Regions from separate parts of the Drosophila melanogaster genome. Here region 1 is linked to region 2. Evidence: chromatin contacts called from public Hi-C data. All regions are on one chromosome and are shown on one strand. The core of a region is the stretch at or near the end of the contact, and the rest is flanking DNA. Distances in the headings are between cores, read along the strand shown.

Region 1 (6,789 bases), core at 4,136-6,635, 90 kb after region 2:
AAAAAAATGTTTTAATTTTTTATTTTGAAATAATAATAATAACTCCTAAGAAGACGAAAATATTCCACAACCAAAATTATTTGGGCACTTATACTCTCACTCCCACAAATTGCAAAACTCATTAACAACCTTAACTCTTGTGATACTTTTATAGTTCCCAATATCTTATCTACGTACTAACTGTCGGTAATCACGCCTAATTGTTTTTGCTGATCAAAAGTATTTACACAAATAATATTGCAAGCAAATGCAATTAATCAAATAGTTTTAACTCGGATTAGTGATTTGCACTACCAATATTAACTGATATTGGAAAACCCTAGAAGTTGAGATTTTATTCACACTTATATACCTAAAGTCTGCATTTTAAGAAAAAAAAGTTTGCTAATATTCCATACATCTATCAATTAGCAGAATTATAAGAAACAGAGTCCAATGACCAACTTTCCAATTTCAGCAAGTTTGCCCATATAAAACGAGAAATTTAGAAAGAGAACTACAGTTGACTTGGAATCACCATGTCGTCGTTTTGTTACGGTACGTAAAGAAATATATATTTTTGTGAGTGAAAAGTACAAAATCCTTTTTTTCAGAAAGTGCCGTGATAGTCTGCATATTAGGAATACATTTTTCTACGGCGGACATCGATCACGCAACTAAAACACTGATAGTTGGTTCCAGTAACCAATTATCAGAGAAAGAAATATTCCGTTCGGAATTGCCCATTCCCATCAAACTAAACTATGGGAATCAACAAATTTATAAAAATGATAGGCTCCCGATTGTAGCATTGGAAAAGCAAAGAGCTACAAACGATAATAAATTGTCGACTGGAGGAAACGTATTCAAGGAGGCAATTTACAAAGATTTTGATGAGCAACCTACCGACTTCGCTCTGAAAAGGTTTTGGGGAAAGTGGAGGAGAAGGAGAACGTCTACAAGGCTCCCAACAACTGTAACCTCAGATCCAGCATCAACAGGGTCCCCGACAACATCCACTACCATACCGACAACAACAGGATCCTCAACAACATCCACTGCCATACCGACATCAACAGGGTCCCCGACAACATCCACTGCCATACCGACAACAACAGGATCCCCAACAACATCCACTGCCATACCGACATCAACAGAACCCGCAACAACATCCACTGCCATACCGACATCAACAGGATCCCCAACGACATCCACTGCCATACCGACATCAACAGGATCCCCAACAACGTCCCCCGCTATCCCGACATCTACAACAACGACACAGACTCCAATTCCAACATCGACGACAACGACAACAGAGTCATCGACAACATCCACAGCGATTCCGCCCTCTACAACAACCACTACAGAGTCATCGACAACATCCACAGCAATTCCAACATCGACGACAACCACAACAGCGTCATCGACAACATCCACAGCAATTCCGTCCTCTACAACAACCACTACAGAGTCATCGACAACATCCACATCAATTCCGACCTCTACAACATCCACAACAGAGTCATCGACAACATCCACAGCAATTCCAACATCGACGACAACCACAACAGCGTCATCGACAACATCCACAGCAATTCCGCCCTCTACAACAACCACAACAGAGTCATCGACAACATCCACAGCACTTCCCACATCGACGACTACCACAACACAGTCCCCAACAACTTCAACTGCGATTCCAACAACTACAACAACCACAACAGAGTCACCGACAACATCCACAGCAGTTCCAACATCTAAAACTACCACAACAGAGACACCGACAACATCCACAGCAATTCCAACATCTACAACAACCACAACAGAGTCGTCGACAACATCCACGGCTATTCCGACCTCCACGACAACCACAACAGAGTCATCGACAACATCCACAGCAATTCCAACATCGACGACAACCACTACAGAGTCATCGACAACATCCACAGCAATTCCCACATCGACGACTACCACAACACAGTCCCCAACAACTTCAACTGCGATTCTTACAACTACAACAACCACAACAGAGTCACCGATAACATCCACAGCAGTTCCAACATCTACAACTACCACAACAGAGACACCGACAACATCCACAGCAATTCCAACATCTAGAACGACCACAACAGAGTCATCGACAACATCCACGCCAATTCCAACATCGACGACAACCACAACAGCGTCATCGACAACATCCACAGCGATTCCGCCCTCTACAACAACCACTACAGAGTCATCGACAACATCCACAGCAATTCCAATATCGACGACTACCACAACACAGTCCCCAACAACTTCAACTGCGATTCCAACAACTACAACAACCACAACAGAGTCATCGACAACATCCACAGCAATTCCAACATCGACGACAACCACAACAGCGTCATCGACAACATCCACAGCAATTCCCTCCTCTACAACAACCACTACAGAGTCATCGACAACATCCACAGCAATTCCGACCTCTACAACAACCACAACAGAGTCATCGACAACATCCACAGCAATTCCATCGTCGACAACACCTACAACCCTGTCTCCAACAACATCAACAGCAATTCCAACTTCTACAACACCCACAACTTAGGGTCCGACATCAGCCACAATGGAAATAACAGTAGAGTATTTTTAAATACAAAATCAAAAAAGAACCAATAAAATGAAACAATAATACACTTTCTATTGAATATCTATTAGTTATTGAATTTTGTTAATGAAACTATGATTATTATGAATTCATGAATTATTTTAAGAATAGTTTATTTGTGGTTTCTTACTTTATATAAAATTTACTTTATATTTAATTTTAAGTTATTAGTACTTTTAATTCAAATTATAACATAAACGTGTCGTATTAATTTCAGCGTTTGGAATCTGGGCCAACAAACAATCTTCAGAGTTCCAAAATTCATATATAAACATTCCCTCTTATAAATTAACGCAATCATTAAATGTAGTGTGTATCGCACCTTCCCAATCCTATCCTGCAATTATAGAAGGTTTAGCAAATACATAGAGAACTAGAAATATCACACATATTTTTGCATTAATTTGCCTTTTAAGGTGGGTTCCTTGCAAATCAGATACAAGCAATGAATTCATATCAATTAACCAAAGAATCTTACTGAACCACCAAAAAAACAGGAAACAGGTGTTGACATCTATGGAGTTTTTAAATGGACAGAATGAATCTATTAAAAAACCTATTTCTTACTTTTAGAATAAATTAATAACCAGCTAAAAAAAACTTTTGAAGAAATGGACGGATCCTTATAACAGATTATTTGTTGAACAAACATCACATAACATTCTGTTTTCCGAAAAGAGCTTCCATTCCTTTTAGAAATTTATTTTAAGAGCTTAGCTTTTAATGCAATAATTTAAAGAGAATTGAATTAATATTTTTAAAAATAGAATCGTATAATGTGCGGTTTAAATTTTGTGCCATTTATAGACAGAGATATCGCATAGTGAATTATACATGTATGTTCTAAGAAAAATTAGTATGTCAATTAGCCAAATTAGTAAGAATTGATTAACCAGTAACCTACTTTCCAATTCGAGGCAGACGTATAAAGACCGAAAAAAATCAAAAATATGTTCAGTTTGTTTAACGTCGCTATGAAGATAATTTTAAGTGGTAAGTAAAAATAATTAAACAGATAACATTTTTATATTTTACTACGTATTTTTAGTGGTAGCCGTTTTCGTATGCCTTACTAGGCAATGTTTTGGTCAATTGCACAGTGAGCAGTTACTGGCAGTGCTGAAAGCTAGCGGAGATGATCCCAAAGCTCCACTGATCGTGCTTTCAAATCCCACAGCAAGGCCAGCATTTGGGGAGTCAATCAAATCGGAACAGGATATGGAGACCACAGTAATTCCAGATTCTGCTACCACTATTTCACTAGCCAGTTTTACAACGGCTTCCACAGAGAAGCAAAATAAAAAAACACGACCTCCTCAGAAGCAGAAAGCTGGCCCAAATTATAAACCAAAACAGAGACTTTCAATGCAGGACCTATTGCTGATGCCCGGAATTTGGGAGAGCTCCCCAATTGTCGACCAGGGACCAATGAATACCCTAAACGCCCAACCAGTTTTCTACCCTGTTCCATTTTATATTCCGTATCCGATGCCCTTAATGCTGAATCCACAGATAGATCTGATGAGGAGACCGTCCAAGGATAAAGTGGATGACCAAATCGCAATGGGCTTCAATGGGATGATGGGCGAAAATCTACTTAGAAACTCTTTTCAGCAGGACAACGGGTCTGATTGGCACAAGATAATCGGGAATCGAGTGAAGCCGGTCAGCCAAGATGGCCCGAAAAAGTGGAGGGGAAAATGGCGAAAGACAACGACCACTACTACTACAACTTCCACAACTGAAGCTCCTATTACAATGTCAACTGAGCCAACAAGATTGCTGTCGGATAGCAGTAACCAAAATGATACTGTGCTAAAATTGATTGAAACCAATGAAAACAATGAGACAACTGCTGCCGCAAGCTAAATTAATAAAATAAAATAAACGAATAACATGAAGCAAAAGAGTCATACCTGTAAGTTTAATTTGTGTAAGAGTGGTTAAGACATTTTAAGAGTCTACTCAGTGTCTCGTATTTCCACTGTATTTAAATGGAAACATAATAAATAAAACCCGTGAAAAACAAAGGTTTTTAAAAGTGTATACATTATTAATTCAACAGAATTATTTACATGAATTAAGATTTAAGATGAATTAAGACCCATGCAGAGGGTATACTTTTTTTAGTCAGAAGTTGGCAACGCAGTGAAATTTGTCCGTCCGTGTCTAAGTTTTGAAGCGATCTGGATGAAACTTTTCCAAAAGTATCCTTTCTATTTCCAAATATAAAATCTTAAAAAATTTACCTTCGTTACTTTTGGTCACAATTTATTCGAATTCTTTGATTTATCAAAAATCTATCTAATATTATATAGCTGTCATAAGAACAACAGATGTATTAATTAAAAACATTATATTCTGTTCTTATTCGGTACACACCAGTTTATTAAATTATATAATTACTTCAAATTTCTTGTCAAATTAAAATTTTATAATCTTTTAAGCATTTTATGCCGACATAAAGGGGCTTAAAAGAAACAGAAAATTAATTTGTTATCCGGATTAGCCAGATTTTACTGCGACTCTTTGTCAATTCATTTAAAAAGTCAGCAGAGTTGTGGCATACTTTCAGGCGGACAGGTGTACTTACTTTCTCTCCATCTCTTTCCCAGCTTGAGAAAGGTAGTTCGTGTCTGTGTCTCGATTCATATGCACCTGTGTTGGTACGAATAAACTCACCTACCAACACCCAAAGTTGGCCGCATCTTTGGTGCGATGGAGCTGCCTCCACATTCAGTTGGTTATCCACGCTCGCCGGTCAGCCACGTTTATCGCGCCACACTGCTTGTTTTTTTATGGGCAGAAGCAAGCGTAAAAAGTGAAAGACACAACGGATTCTGGAAATCAAACTTAACAAATTTCTTCTTGTGAAAAGCGAGAGCGAAAGTGTCTGCCGGACAAATAACAAAACAACTCGCTAATTATGCACCACGCCATGTCAAGCAACTCCGAATCGCGCCCAAGAATTATGAGCCAATGGTGATGATCAGTGTTTGTCGCAGTTACTGTGCGTGTTAATTTCCGGGGAAGCACCGTCGTTGCAAGTGAGGTAAAGTAACGTGAGGTAAAGTCAGAAAGTCGCACATTGCCTCCGCATCGAATGGTCATGCAAATATCTGACCCAGTTTCAGTTGCATGAGTGACCAACAAAACAGAGGCCAACAGCTGGCAAGCCGGTTGCACTTATCAACCGAAAAAAATGGAAACCCGTTTTGCAGGCGAAATGCGATGCATGTCCGTGTGCATTTGGCCCAGTGGGTAAAAGTGAAATTCACTTCGGTCGCTTGGCTCTGCCAGCTGCCTTCGTTGGGTTCTTAAGCTTCTTAAAGACCTTTCGCCGCCCACCTCGAGTTATTAGCGCATGCCAGATGGGAATCTCAACGCGCTCTAATACCCATTAGAATCCCAATTAGTGCTTCGCTGTTGGGCTTGCGTGCTCGGCGGTTGTACGTTCTCAGAACGAAGCAAACCAAAAATAATAGAGTTATTTGCAGTGATAAACAAATTAGGAGCATGCCAGAAGAAAGTAAACAAATGGTCAGAGTAAAAAGGCAATCGCCAATTGTGGTGGTTCGCTCCAAATAATCACACTTAATTGAAAACGAAACCTTTCAGAATAATTTGCAGGCGATAAACCGCAGCCATATGTGGAAGGGGGCGGTGGGCTGGCATTAAGCCTTTTTATTCAGAGCTCAAATTCGTTTTAACTACACTTTTTATTGTCCCTGGGCCAATAAGTGCACTTTTGACCAATTTGTTGCTCTCCCCGACAGATGGATGGATCGTATAAAGTACGTTGAATCCGATCTATTTGGACTTAATAAGCCATTAGTGAGTCAAGTTGGTTAACCGCAACGAAAGTGAGTTTGCTATAGATTTCTCTGGAACGCAACCGAAGAAATGCAGACGGAGTTAAAAAACTTTTGAAAATATTTGCACGCTAGCACAAATCACACCACACACTTGGCGAACTAAGTTACAGGCACGCACAAAGTGAAATTAGCAATCTATTAGATTGCAATCCACATTCACTAGGCGTTCGACTGAAACCGAAAGTCTTTGAGGGGATTGGAACAATTTAATGAAATGCAAATACTTGAAGCTTTACATAACCGCTCGTCGAGCGGAACGATGTTCGGATGCGTGTGTCA
Region 2 (7,634 bases), core at 2,108-4,607:
GCTAGGCTGTTTTTCCGATGCAACGTGTCCGCTATTTGGGTCCTATGGCAGCAGAGCAACCTCCTCCTCCCAAGGGTCTTTGGTAGCTGCTAATTGGCTAATTCTCGCCTCAGGAGCGGTAGTACGGCATGTGTGGTTGCACGTAGTTGTAGATCAGGGGTCGCCGGGCGGGAGTGGCTGCAACACGAGTTCCATCGTTAATCAGGCAAGTAATTGGTGCCGGGAGCCATTTTTTAGCCACGGGTTTGGATATGAGAGGTTTGTGGTGTTGGGGAAGCAAGGTGTACTGATGTAATAAATTCCCGGGTGGAGAAGGTCAATGTGTTTTTAAGTTCAGTGTAAAAGGGTGGAACGCATTCCCAACCAACTTGGAGTTTATTGCAAAATCCACACCTCCACTCTAATTGAATTTCTCAGCACTCTCATTCTTCATTTATAAAATATCCTATTTTTATTTTTGAAGGATAACGCTTGAAATTGCTATCCCACCTTCAGACTTCGGTATTTCTCTTCTGTCTAACATCAAATACTCGCACCAGTTAAAAGGTATGCAACTATTTGTAATGCTAACTGAACTTCAGCGCCGTTAGGGCTCAAATAAATGAAAATAGATAGATATAGATAGATATAGATAGATATAGATATAGTTAGATAGATATATATATATATCTATAAATATATATAGATATATAGATAATATAAATAGTTCTTCCATTCACAAAGACCATTTCCTTGTGTTTGTCCTAAACTCTATTTTAGATTCTGATTAAATCCAAAATGAATTGTCTTACAAATAAATCTCAAAGAAAGCCCTCATCAATAGGAAGCCACTTTGACTATTCGTTTGCAATCTAATGAAAGAAGCTTTCTAAAAGTATGCAACGCAAATTACAAGCTGCACAAAAAACCATTGACAGCGAATATTTGTGCTGTGTGTGTGTTATTCCCTCGAGAACCCACACCTGGTGTGTGCGTGCCGGGTAACAAATGAAAGTAATAAGTACACTATTCACTCTTCGTCATCATAGTCGTCCTCAATGGCGCCCTCGGCTGCAGCCGCTGCCACCGCCACCGCATTCAGGGAATTTACCTGGGCCATAGAGAGGCGAAAAAAACGGGAGGATATGGGAAGTCTGGGCGCCCCAACCCGTCCCCCCTCTATCTGGAAAATCGAGAAGCTGGATCAACTTACACTTACTCTTCGCCATCCACGAGTCCTCACGTTTGATCTTGTGTCCCAGTCCACCCAGACCACCCAAGGCGGCGAGCACCTGTGTGTTATTGCTGCCGTCGCTGGACACCTGGGCGGAGTGCAGGTGGCTCTCGGCGCTCAGACTCTCCAGTCCCGGATGTCCGGGATGTCCTGGCAGCTGGCCGCCTCCGGCCATCGCCAGGTGGTGCAGCGATGACGGGTACATTTCCGGCGATATTTCCGCTCCATGAAGCGGATAGTCCATGCCGTACGGCATCATGTACGGCGTCTGTTCCGGGAACTGGTACATCATCCTTTAAACAAATATCAAGGCGATTTTATTTGCGTTCCGATTTCTACGTAAGGTAGCGTAAATGTAATAACAGCCAAATATTAAATGGTGCTTTTAGAAGCTACTCTTGCGCCCAAAAATGTCACGCCCACCATCTTGCCATCATCATCATCATATCATTATCCAAAAGTATCTTTCTTTCAAAAGCCTAAGTTTTACGCAATTTGCCTACGTAAATTTCATGTAATTTCATATTTGGTAAGGAGCATCAATCCTAATAATAATTTGTAGTCTACATTTTCATATACTCACTTTTCGCTGGCGTTGTCCATGAGCTTCTTGATCAACACTATTGCGGCTACCACGAAGGCAATTTTGGACAGGATCAGAGCCTTGAGAGTCAGGAGCCCCACCGCCTTTGCGGCCACCATCGTCCACCCGAATGTTGTGGCCGCCAGGTACATGGGTATGAACATCTGGAACTGCTTCTTGTCCTGGTGCTGGTGCCGCCTCCGTCCGCCCAGAAGACCGCCTCCGCCGCCATTGTCACCACCTCCGCCGCCCAGCAGGCCTCCTCCACCGCCACCATTTCCTCCCAGGCCACCTCCACCGCCCAGTAGTCCTCCTCCATTGACCTGCAGGCGGCCTGTAGTGGAATTTTGGGAAACAAGACACGTTTTAGGCTTTATGGCTTTAATGGCACTCGTACGTATACGTAATAGTGCGACACAGGATTTGATCGGCCCGCCCCTTTCTTGTCAAGAGATGCGGCATGATTGATGCGCTGCTGCCATGTATATCGAATGTCAGATTAAATAGGGGTAAGTAATGGCAGTTTGGGCTCCCGGACAAAGTCATTGATATGCATTGGGTGAGAATGTAGCTTTGAAAGTTCCCAGAAAGTCTACACTCATAACACAGTGAATATATGAGGTTTTCGAGAGTGGTTCTGATTACCAAAGAATTATACAACCATCTAATCCGTTTAGATGATAGTGCTAAGTAGTTTGATCAGAACTAATATTTAGTGGTTCTTGAATATAGATTTAAATTGCGTATGTATTGTAATATATTCAGAAAATAAATCTTCATTCATTTATAATTTCCCAGTGTAAGCATCTGCCAAGGACTTTTTAGGGCCATTGATAGGCTGGTAACGTTCAAATACCAGTCGCATGCCAAGCAGGAGCAGCTGGCTAAGCTTCTCCGCCGGGCTCGAATGGCATAGCCTGGACGACAGGCATATGTCATTCGCTGATTGGAACCCCTTCTCTGGTGATTACCTGTGCTGCTGGAGGTCTTTTTCAGCAGTGCTACCTCGATATAATCGCTGTCGTCCTCGGCTCGCTGAACACTGAAGACCATGGGGCCCACGGGCACCCTGATGGCGTTTTCCGTCACAAAGTCCATAAAGCCGGAGAGACCGCGCCCAGTGCCCCACTTGTGCTTCCGAGAAGCATCTAGTTCGGGCAACTTGACCAGGTCGAAAAGCCCCAGCTTGAGGGTTTCACCACGACGGTAGGAGGCCATGAGACCATTGGCCACCCCGTACAGGCAACTCGCGTTGTTTGCGCACTTCCAGCTCAGCTTGTCCAGCAGGTCAGTGTTCTCCACACTGACCGCAGGATTCGCCGCAGGCTTGCCCTCGGGATCCACTCCCAACGAATTCGCACCACTGCGCTTGTGAATCGCCGCCAGGCTCATGTTCAGACCCAAAGCCAGCAGAAGGCAGCTGGCAACTAAATGCCTGGGCATTTTCGGGCTTTTTCAGGTTTTCTTTTTCGGTAGAACACTCAACACAACACACGACACTAGAAAAAGGACGAGAGCACGGCGTATCCTTCACATGGATGCGATCGATCGCGATTCGATGGCAGCTGATGCAGCGCCTTGTGGAGACTAATTACCAGCCGTTGCATGCAACTCAGTTTTATTGGAGCAGCTGCGGCAACGGCACAGTGGCAGCAACATTAGCAGCAGCATCAAACCACGCTGCGTGCAGCACCACTGCTGCGCCACACTAACACTGCACCACCCCCGCCTCCTTGGCATCCACTAACAAAACACCACCACCAGCGCCGCATCGCAACATCGCACGTTTCTGCTACAGTTTTGATTTCAAGTCAACCAGCTGAGTGACGGCCATCGCTCAGCGGGCAGGCTACAGTATTTCAGTATCGCAACACCAGAGCTGTGGGGCATCAATGGTGCACAGTGGTCTCAGCCACACATTTCACTTTGACAATTTCGAGCCGAAAGTAAAATCTTTTTATATGTAAAGTTGGCCAGGTCACCCAAAATCACTCTATATTAAAATATAATTAAAAACTACAATTTAACATTATAATAACATTATAATAATTAACATTATAGGGAGGATAAAAAGGTAACATTTTGGGTTACTCTCTAATACTTACTTATAAAATGCAATAGCAACGTGATTATTAAAATCGAATGAATAGTGTATTACACACGGCCACGCAGTCCAAAAACAACAGTCAATTCCATTTTACAACAATTTGTTAAATGAAAATGCGCTTGCTCAGCAATACTCATCCCAGTGTAAATTCAAACGCAGTGGTCTACAGTTGGCTTTGTATTTGCGAACGCCGCTTTCGAGCTGCACTCCCAAAAGGTTCAAAGGGTGATCTAATTAGCTGTAATTTCATTAACCACGTGACATTACGCCGGATCCCTGACCTTCGTACAGGTGGGCGACTCCGGCTCACATGGCTCTCGTCCAGAAGCGGCAATCGTGGCCATGACAGTGGCAGTGGCAGAAAGCCACTAACTTCTGCGGCGTCCGCGGCATGTGGCCGCCGTACTAATGCGGCTAATTTACTGCTCATTAATTTGCCCGCAATTTGCTAAAAACAATTTTCGCAGGCAAAAGTAAAAGCAAAGTGCAGCTCGAGTCGAGTATGAGTACAATTAAACAGCAAGTCGTCGGGCGGTGGGAGGTAGGTGGTTGGAAAAGTGGGAGGCTGGGGCTTGTGCTGGAGCTTGAGATGTGGCCACGCCTCGCCGCCTGTACACAATAAATAAATAAATAATAAAAGAAAAGTGAAACGAACTATTAGCTCTCGTTTTTCATAAATCGCCGGCTCTGTTACATTCTGCTGAGCAGGCGAAATCCGGGGGAGTGCGGTGGAAAAGCAGCCAATAAGCAGCACTTTTCGTCGGTGCATGATGAGCGGACTAATAAATATTCACTTTTCCAGCCAGCCAGGTGAGCACGCAGGTGGGCTCGGTAATTGTGGCCAATTTCGAGGCAGTGGCAATCAGACCTCGACCGTTCTTTGGCAGTGGCACCGTTTTATCGGCGATCGCGGCTCTATCTCCTATCTGAATCTTTGTGGACGGAGATCCTCTGTGAGTGTAATGACTGTAATCTGGATGTCAGCGCCATTCGCAACTTGACACCACTGTCCGTCGTCGATGCCTCAAAAGCGCAAGTAATGCGAAGCGGTTCGCCAAGAAAACAACCGCAACAACCATTGGGGCTCCAACATGGCCCAAACCCGCAACAATAGATGGCCAAGGCCAACAGCCCAGATGGACAGCGAAAGAAAGCGGTGACGCAGTCCGAAAGCGGTAATCCGATCCGATCCGACCCGGCCCAGGTCCACTTTTCTGGCCAGTAGCCATCTAGTTGCTCCAGTTTGAGGGTGCCTCCGAAGTTTAATGATCCTTGACTGCAACCGGATCCGCTGGGTGGAGTCCGCTCGGGAGGCCAGCGGCTTCTTCGCCCAAATTGGCTCTGATTTCAATGTTTTCAATGCACTTAGCTGAAACTAAGAGTGGAAATTGCCTATTTCATTATATTTACCTGCCGAAGGCGTTACACTTTCATCCTGGAACACATTTTAATCGCGTTTTAACTGTGCTTAAAGAGGCCAAGGCTCTGCTTTCAGTTCGAAATCAAATCGAGAACTTGGGCAAGAACAAATCTAAAGTTTTTAAGCCAAAAAATTCGTATTCGCTGAGCAGCCCCAATTGTTTGGACTTTTGTCTGCAACCAAAAAGTTTTTATGCTGCCAAAATAAGTATCTATGTGCAGATGTTTCTCAAAGTATGTAATCAAAAACATACTACTCTTGCCAGATAGGTCTCTTATTTTGCTGTTTATTTCTTATGAAAACATTTGGCCTTTTGAACCTTTTTTCCACAATAAACTTCGATAGAACTTAAGTGCTTTTGTCATATTGCTTTCACCAAAACAATAAATTGTACAGAAAACTTTTGCTGTCCTTTTTTGACTGACTGATGGTTTCCTTTTTTGAGAGATTATGCTTTAAAAATGTTCATCCAAGTACGCTAAATGAAAATACACTCAAATTGATCTTATTTCATTACTAACTAATAAACTAATAACTAACTAATACAATTAATATCCAAAGCATATCTGCTCAAATATGTGGCAAGAAGTTAAAGTATTCACTGTGTTATTCACAATGTGTTTTTTATTATAAACAAATATTATAATAAATATTATAAATAAATTTTAACAAACTATATTATCCGTGCAGTACTTTATTGAAAGATTTTGGACTATTCCACATTTCATATATTCATATATTTGACCCTAACAAAACGACATATCTTATTTTCCCTGTGCAATAAATGCACTCTTTCAATAAAACTTAAGTTGAAGCTTACTGAAGCAATTTTATTGTCCGTGAAGCGAAGCATACGAATTGCCTGAACTTTGAAGCCATTGAGAGTTTTAAAATTAGACAGAAAGTTTCGAGGACATTGGAAAGCAACTTCAGGTCTTGTTAGAGCATTTTATTTCTATGCAAGTGATCTTCTTAGAATTGCAGTCTTCAAAGGACCTTTCCCTGCCAAAGGACAAGTGAGAATTACCACTACAAGACGCTTAGAGCTGCAGATTCGCCTATTAAACGCATGGCTGTCTCCGAATCGTTATCGTTATCGTTCTCGTTGATACTACATAATCATCCCGAAATACAACGAAGTTGTTTTGGCAAACCGCTTGTCTGCGGATTGGAGGCACTTTTCGCACCATGACCACCGGATTTGCCAGGGCTGACAGCCAAATTGACTCATTGGCAGTCAATCAAAGCGAAATTGTCACGAGTCATGCGAGAAATGCAAGTGGCCTGAAAACCAGCGCAATTAGAGCCATCCTAAGAATTTGCATTTTGTATTTGCTGGCCAATAACGATAATAATAATAATATTGTTTATTTTGAGCCAATTACGTGGCCATACATTCGAGACATTCGGCTTCGAGACTTTGGCCACGTTAATGTTGATTTTCTGTGGCTTTGCCGCGCTGCACAGCTGCTGCTTTATTTTCACCGGCACGAATTTCGCCTGCATTTTAATCGCACGGCACCTTGTTTATTTTCTGCGGCTGTTTTTCTACCATTTCTAATCGATTGCCTGACTGGGCTCAGCGATACGTTTAATTTATTTTAATCTAATTGTTTTATAATTAAAACATACTTCTGTTTGATTTCACCTGTGCGTGTCACAAGCAACAATCTTGCGGCTTGGCTTTTTCCGACTCCACTTGTTGTTTCAGTTGCCGTGGCTACTGGGCGCCTTAATTAGTTGCAACTGATTTGCAGCCCCTCCCACATTTTCAGCACAAATGCCGCAGGATGTTGACTTGCAATTCGTGTTGATTGCAATGCATTCGGAAAATTTAAAGATTTCATATGTGGCGTATACTTTGCGGCCGGCAAATGAATACACGGATTGTGGCAGAGTTTTAGGAGAGAGGCAAAACAGTGGAGCCTCGATTTGTTATTCATAGAAATTGTAAAAATAAACAAGTAAAAGGAAAGTGGACTATCGTGCAATATCAACAAAAGAAAAATACTAAAAACCTTTATTTTGTGTGCCAATATTTATAGCCACAACTGCCATGTCATTCAATCTACTCGATTCCAAATACCGCAATGCTCATTGCACATTGCACATTGAATTGTGGTCTCAATTGAATGTGCGGCAAATGAGATTCTTTTAATGACGATGGCAATCATTATGATGCTGCACAACAATCAATTATAACAAGTTGCCACAAAGACTCGTATTCAGATACAGATACAGATGCAGATACAGCATCACATTGAAGTTGGGGCAAACAACGGCCACAAAGGCCCCTCTCGAATGAATATGA

The links. Hi-C and Micro-C count contacts between places; a contact is called where the count stands out from the background.
Region 1: a contact with region 2 is called in a Hi-C map of the Kc167 cell line, with 1.6 times the contacts expected there. The contact joins the promoter of Osi17 here to the promoter of Osi4 in region 2. A contact is called at or near these places in 28 of 107 Hi-C or Micro-C datasets (the Clone 8 cell line, the D17-c3 cell line, the Kc167 cell line and 9 more).

What each region holds. Positions count from the first base shown.
Region 1 is chr3R:6,306,387-6,313,175 of dm6, forward strand. Osi17 (Osiris 17) reads left to right here and starts at 5,386. Exons shown (of 10, transcript NM_001275379.1): 1 at 5,386-5,687. CG31560 reads left to right here and starts at 3,590. Exons shown (of 2, transcript NM_169135.2): 1 at 3,590-3,628; 2 at 3,684-4,612. The coding sequence starts at 3,610. The coding sequence ends at 4,504. It overlaps CG46026, which reads left to right and starts at 498. Exons shown (of 2, transcript NM_001316567.1): 1 at 498-537; 2 at 594-2,644. The coding sequence starts at 519. The coding sequence ends at 2,575.
Region 2 is chr3R:6,218,424-6,226,057 of dm6, forward strand. It overlaps Osi4 (Osiris 4), which reads right to left and starts at 3,358. Exons shown (of 4, transcript NM_141366.2): 1 at 2,768-3,358; 2 at 1,797-2,130; 3 at 1,199-1,506; 4 at 1-177. The coding sequence starts at 3,239. The coding sequence ends at 110.